Regions from separate parts of the Xenopus laevis genome. Here region 2 is linked to region 1. Evidence: chromatin contacts called from public Hi-C data. All regions are on one chromosome and are shown on one strand. The core of a region is the stretch at or near the end of the contact, and the rest is flanking DNA. Distances in the headings are between cores, read along the strand shown. Region 1 holds the start of ephb3.L (EPH receptor B3 L homeolog). Region 2 has its middle 45 kb from the start of XB5954440.L.

Region 1 (3,318 bases), core at 577-3,076:
TAAAAGACGCCAGCGTTTTTTGGGATTTCAAAATTTTTCAACTAAAAATTGAAGAAGCCCTATACATTCCATTGCACTTCACCTGGTCTGAGCGGGCGAAACAGGTAACGTTCATGCATCTTAGTGAATTTGCGAATTAACGCTCTTTCGCCAGAGCAAAACTTTGCCTGGTGTAAGAGTGCAAAGTAGCACTAGAGGCTTATCTCCTTCGCTAGCGAAATTACGAAGTTACCTAATGGTAATTAGATGAATTTTTGCTAACGTTAGCCACTTCGCCCTTTAGTGAATTTGTCCCTATAGCTGTATCATAGTGGCTAATCCAAGTAGTATCTGGCGCTACTAAAGGGATTTCCAAATTGTGTTTGTTGCCCACTTATTTCTCCCTGCAGACTGACAGTCAGAGTCTATTTAATCTATAAACCTTGATAGTAGAACTCCCGCAAGCAAAATTTAATAGGAATAATGCTAACATAACGCATGTGACACGATAATTAAAAGTCATGGGGCATTTGCCAACTTTGCTACCCCATCACATGATTATGCTCTGGTAAACTGCACATAAAGAGGATATTTATAACTCCAATGAGCCTTGCTAGCCACAATGCAATATAAAGTATTTACTCCAACTTGGGGCTTGGCACTGCTTGTAGACTACAAATCCCAGCATTTCACAATAGCCTTCAGACGATGCTGGCAAAATACAGCAACAAAGCCAAAGGCTGGAGATCGATGAATAGGATAAATGGGATATTTGTGTTATGACAGCTGCAGGGAATATCTCTAAAGTGTCATTAGTATGAAACTGGTGTTGAAGCGGAGCACAATCTATGTTTAAGCAACAACCTTTACAAATATTTAAATGCCATTTCAGATTTTTTTTTTTTTAACACAGCTTTGCCAAAATAAACATGAGAATTTAAAACGCCGAACCGTAGTCAAATAGAATTCACAAAGAAGGCCTAAGGCTTGGGCAAATATAAGGTTCTTTATAGAACTGTTTTGCTCACTGCAATTTCACTTTACTCCATCTTGCTGAATTCTCCCTGGCTGAATAGCCAGCTCTCACGCTGTAGCACCTGATGGAGCCTTCTCCTCCCACCTGTGGCCCTCCAGCTGCTGTTTAACTGAAGGCCCTGGGATATAATGGCAGCTGAACGGACACAGGTAGGACAGTCCTAGTGATGTGGGTGCAACTGGTCAGGGACAATTTGGGCTGAGGAGGGAGATTGAGCTGCACGGACACTGATACACTGAGCTCTGCCAACACCCCAAATACGGGGCCCTGTAGGACGGGCACAAAGTAGTGTCCCATAATGAGAAGCTGCTATACACATACACCTATGGATATTTGCACAGCGCCGGCAGGGAACACAGCGCTGAACATTTAGAGCCCAAAGAGGGATAAAGAAGAAGAAGAGCAGTGCAGTGAATGTGCCACTAACGCAGAGTGAGGGGGGAAGAATCTCGTTCCCTGGCTCGTGTCCCTATAAAGATCCACTCTATCCCACCCCGTGTCCCACGAGCTGCACGGAGCGCTCTAAAACAAAGGCACCGGGATGCGCGCTCACCCCCTGTCGGTATTCACACCTGTGCACGCGCGCTTACCTTCCAGCCCTTGCACTGCCGACAGCGCCAGGATCACGAACACAGCCGGGAGCATTTCTTGGCTTCCAACAGACCGAACTACCGCCAATAAAAATGCAGGGGGGCTATCCACTCATTCGGTTCGCTACAGATTGTATCCAGATTCAGGTCCCTTTGGGTCGCTATACCCCCTGGTTAAATCCAAGTCTTTGCTTTCACCCCCTTCCGAGGGTGTTTTTCGGGTATCTTCAGAGCTCAGACTGGCGGATCCCGCACTGCAGCCACAGCACAGGACTGGGGGGAAGGGGAATGTGTCAATCTCCGGGCGGTCACGCCCCACTGCCCCGTCAGCAGCCACCTCTATCAAAAGTAATTGGATACTGTAAGAGGCCCCGCCCTTTTCTACGCTAGGCACGTGGGTTTCTAGAGATTTGTAGGTGTGTCTAAGCTAAAAAGATGAATTGAGTTGGGCAGGCTTTGTTGTTCTGATGCCCCGCCTCTCGGCTCCATTGGCTTCTTTTTCCGTCACCGTGGCAACGCAGTAAGGGTTGTCAATCAACTGGGGGGACTCCTTATGGATAAGGGATGAGCGACGCCGTGTGGCCAGGAACTACTACAGAGGAAAGGAGGAAGCGCACAACAATACAAAGGCGAAGTTCAGGAAATCATAACAGAGAGTGAAAGTACTTTGGGAAAGTATTAATAAACAGTTGATACTGAGGCCGTGGCTCTGCAGCTGTGGCTGAACTGCAGCTCTTCTCAGCCTATAGTCTTCTCCCCGGGGGAAAAGGGTCTGTCTTTCCCTCTGCCCGTGATGTACATCTTGTTAAACTACTGACAGCTGCTGGGCGACATCCCAACTGTCCCGTTTTTAGAGGGACAGTCTGCAGTCCCTCGTTTGTACTGGAAAGTCCCCATTTTCTCTGCAATGAACAGGCCGAAAATTAAAAAATGTTTGTAACTTAATTGGCTTTTGGCAGAGAGCCCAGAACAGCCACAGCTGCAGATAAGATACTTTTGTCACAATTTTGAGATAAGCAAATAAGAAATTGTAACAATATAAGATAACAGGTCTTTTGGGAGAAGCTACACTCAGCTTAAAGGGGAATTCACCTTCATTAGCAAAACTGTAACAACTGGAAAAAAAACAGAAATATGTTCAAACTTTCATAATCTGCCAAATTTTGTAAAATGAACATGGTAATTAGGGGGTGTGGCCATAAAACGGGCGTGGCCAAACATTGCCCTTCTTTTTATTTCCAAAATGTTGGGAGGTAAGATGGAATCGTAGTTCCGTCAGCTAAAAGGCCACATTGTGACCTAACTAAGGCACCTACTTTAGAGGTTGTTTATAGGAGGCACAATAAGGACCCTACCACTGTTTCCAAAGCTTCAGATACAGTTAGAGCATGGGCACTGAGATCTGTTTTATAGTTAAAAACGTATTTATATCCTGCAGTTGGTCGCTTTGAAAATGCTGGGTCACGTTAGGGGTCAGACATTCCCAGAGAACAGAGTCACAACCAAGGACTGTCACTGGGAATGAGGCACAGATGGCAAGTTTAACATGCTGCCTGGAATTCTGCTTTGTACCGTCTTAGGCTCTGTGATAAATCGTTTTGATCTGCCCTGTGGGTCTGGATGCTGAATGCTTTAAAAATGTTCTTCATTGCATTATTATTAGTAGTAGTAGTAGCGCATATTAAGAAAGTGCCAGGATATTCAGCATCCCTG
Region 2 (3,318 bases), core at 372-2,871, 90 kb before region 1:
TAAAGTGTGGATTTTACTGAACGTTACCTCTTTTGCCAGATTTGACTTCTCCACCTCAAACCAGGTGAAGTGCATAAAAGAAGTTAGATCTTCCTCAAACTTCTGTCACTTACATCATATCCTGGGTGCCGAAAAAAAAAAAAATCTAGAGACGTTTCCTTTTTTTAAGCGGTATTGCCTGAAAAAGTCCTAACAAACTTTTTTAAGGTAACCAGTTTTCTCCAGACATTTCCTAACAATATGGAACATTCATTTTACAGTGGGCTCATGAGTAGGGCATTAAATAAATTCTCTTGTCATTATTAAGGTTACCTGGACATTTGTAATAAAAAGTGGTAACTTCAAGCATTTGCACCAACATTTATAATAAAGACCTCCATACAACTTTAAATTACTCGCCGTATGCAAATTAACCTAAGCGCAAAATCACTAACGAATTTTTGCTAGGCACAATCAGGCACTAGCGCATCTTCGCTTTAAAATGCTCGCATTTCCGAGGTAAAGCTAGCAAAAAGTCGCCAGCATTCGGAGCCGAGGGCGCAACTTCGCATATTCGTTAATTAGCATAGTGGTAGCGAATCTGTGCCTGGCAAAGTGGTGTGATGTGTGCGAATCGGTTGCTGGCGACATTTCGCCCTTTCGTGAATCTGCCCCATAGTATTTTGACTGCAGTGGTTCTCTCAGGGATAATAAACCTGGTCATAATGCCCTAGTCCATGACTTGAATTGGAAATATGGTAAAGGTTTCCTAAGTGCAATTTTAAGATGGAAATCACCATGTTTTCCCCCGCAATTCTGTGCTATCAGCTATCCATTGATTTACACCCACTGTAATTATACCAGATGCATTAAAATTGACAAGATTGACAAGGTGCATGTTCGGGTGCAATTGTGGTCAGAAATGCACCTAACAAGCAGCTTTAAAACAGCATTAGCATATGATGCTTGGAGTGCAAATCGGTTATACCTATTATAGAAACCGTTCTATGGGAACTCTGAAGTTGCCACATTGTTCTGGGTGCTGGTAGCTCTAGAGCAGGGATCCCCAACATTTTGAACCCATGAGCAACATTCAGAAGTAAAAGGAGTGGGGAGCAACACTAGCATGAAAAATGTTCTTGGGATGCCAAATAAGTGCAATAAGTATCCCCTATGTGGACTGTCAACCTACATTGAAGCTCTGTTTGGCAGTGCACCTGGTTTCTATGAAACCAAAACTTGCCTCCAAGCCTTGAATTTAAAAATAAGCACCTGCTTTGAGGCCACTGGGAGCAACATCCAAGGGGTTGAAGAGCAACATGTTACTCACAAGCTACTGTTGGGGATCACTGCTCTAGGGTTTCATACTTCTGGCTCCATTTGTAAATGAGGATTGGGGACTATAGAAAACTCTCTGTAGGACTCACTCAGAGAAAGTAACTTTCATATTCCTCAGTCCTCCCTGGCTGATTGAAGATCCTGTGTTTGAGTTCAGCACATCAGAAATACATATTGTCAGGTAATAATAATGCTTCCTGCTGTGTGCTTGCTTGTGTTTTTGTGCAGGCACCCAGTACACATATATATATAGGAGGCAAGCCTTAACCAGATTTCAGTCTTTTCTGAGCAGAGGGTGTTTAAAATGGCCCACAGCCACATACAAAGAGGTCAGTAGTGGTGACCTATACACAGAGATGGAACTTGAAATGTTTCGGCCCCAAGGCAACACATGCCGCCTCCCATGTCACTTCCTGGCTTTGACCTCACAGGCTTCCATTTACATTCACAGTTAAAACAAACAACATCTGTCCAGTGGCAGAACAGAATATTGGGGGTTCTAGTTCTACTTCTGTCCCTGCATCTGGTTACCACAGAGGCAGCAGTTGTTATGAAATACAATTTTTATTATATGAAGACTCACACATACTTGACCCACACAAGTCCACAGGATCCATATTAGTTCTCCCAAAAGCACACAGCCCACACTGATTTATATTACAAGCCTTGGTTATGTTTATGCTCTCCGGTGGTGTGTGAATAAAGTGGGGAATTGAGCATGTGAAAGTTAAACCTCAGATATAGGATTAGGTATTTTGCATGTAAACATAAGAATGTTTCATATTAGAATGCTGGCATTCCTTAAAATATTCCATTTGTGTATGTATAAATTCCTGTACGTATATATTTCTGTATGGCCCCTTTCAAGCTGAAAAGAGGTTTTTGGATGAAGTTGACATGCACGGAGAGGGCAGGGTGAGGAATTCAGGCATCCTCATTTACTACAGACAGATTCTAATCATTCACAGGCTGGGTTACCAGACCTCAACTTACAAACAGGATACTAATGAAAAATGTATGATGCAGACGTGCATTGATTTCAGCTCAGTTGTGCAGCCGAGAAGTCTTTTAAACAAGTGGGGGGGCTCCAGATGCCAGTGACTGAGTAGCGATGAACAAACAGTTTTTGTAAGATTTCAAACTCATATAAATCACAGCAATCTGCAAAATGGGAAATTAGTTTGCAATTCAGATTCAGGCTCTTTCATACATTTTTGATCCGAGACTGTTGAATTATACCAGTCTTCGGGGAAAAGGGTCACTAAATTGTGCATGAACTCTGGGAATAGACTTCAAATCACATCAAATCGCAGTGGCTGACTGAACTATTCTGTCAACCCCTCGTAATGCTGGAAGCTACAATATTGTTTGGTGTATTTAAATCTGAGGTTGGAATTTCCCATAACTGAGAATGGAACAACTTTAGTTCATTATCACAAGACAGCCTGGATCATCTCATTGGGTCAGAGTGCATAGTCATTGGGGTGGAATGTTCATATCAGGTGTTATAGGCGGCTGGCAGCAGGCCAGTAATGGTGTGAAGTGGCTGTGGAGGGCTTTCAGAGATAGCAGCCCACTGGGAAGCATGTGGATCTTTCACAGCTACGTCCCATGAAGTCCCAAGTACTCACTTCCTGCATTCACCCTGACTGCCTATTTTGGAAAAGCGTAAACATTAAAAATATTTTCATTAATGACTAATCTTAATTTCAATGGGATGTGACCCTTCACATTTCTTACATATTTAAAAAAAAAAGTCCATCCAGTTCAACCCTGGCAAAACTCTCTTTATGCTGATCTAGAGAAAACAAAAACCATGAGCACATTAACTGGTAACTTAACCTTTACAGGGGTAAGAAAAATATTTTCTGACCCGCAGAGTTGAAATGGGTTAACTCCCTGAATGAATCACCAAGGCTTTGATTTCATACACTAACTACTAATATATTCTTTTTCTAGAGGTGGCCCAAACTATTTTTAATTAGTGATGGGCGAATAAAT

What was found. A called contact is a pair of places that touch in the nucleus more often than the background predicts.
Region 2: a contact with region 1 is called in a Hi-C map of animal cap, with 7 times the contacts expected there. The contact joins the enhancer-like site here to the promoter of ephb3.L in region 1. A contact is called at or near these places in 3 of 4 Hi-C or Micro-C datasets (the XL177 cell line, the XTC cell line and animal cap).

What each region holds. Positions count from the first base shown.
Region 1 is chr5L:104,238,138-104,241,455 of Xenopus_laevis_v10.1, reverse strand. ephb3.L (EPH receptor B3 L homeolog) reads right to left here and starts at 1,826. Exons shown (of 16, transcript NM_001095726.1): 1 at 1,606-1,826. The coding sequence starts at 1,660.
Region 2 is chr5L:104,328,079-104,331,396 of Xenopus_laevis_v10.1, reverse strand. No RefSeq gene overlaps it. Among protein-coding and RNA genes, the nearest start is that of XB5954440.L, 45 kb to the left of the region's middle. Within about 2 kb of position 1,621, at least 1 of the 7 cell types and tissues checked has an H3K27ac peak or open chromatin away from gene starts, as enhancers often do.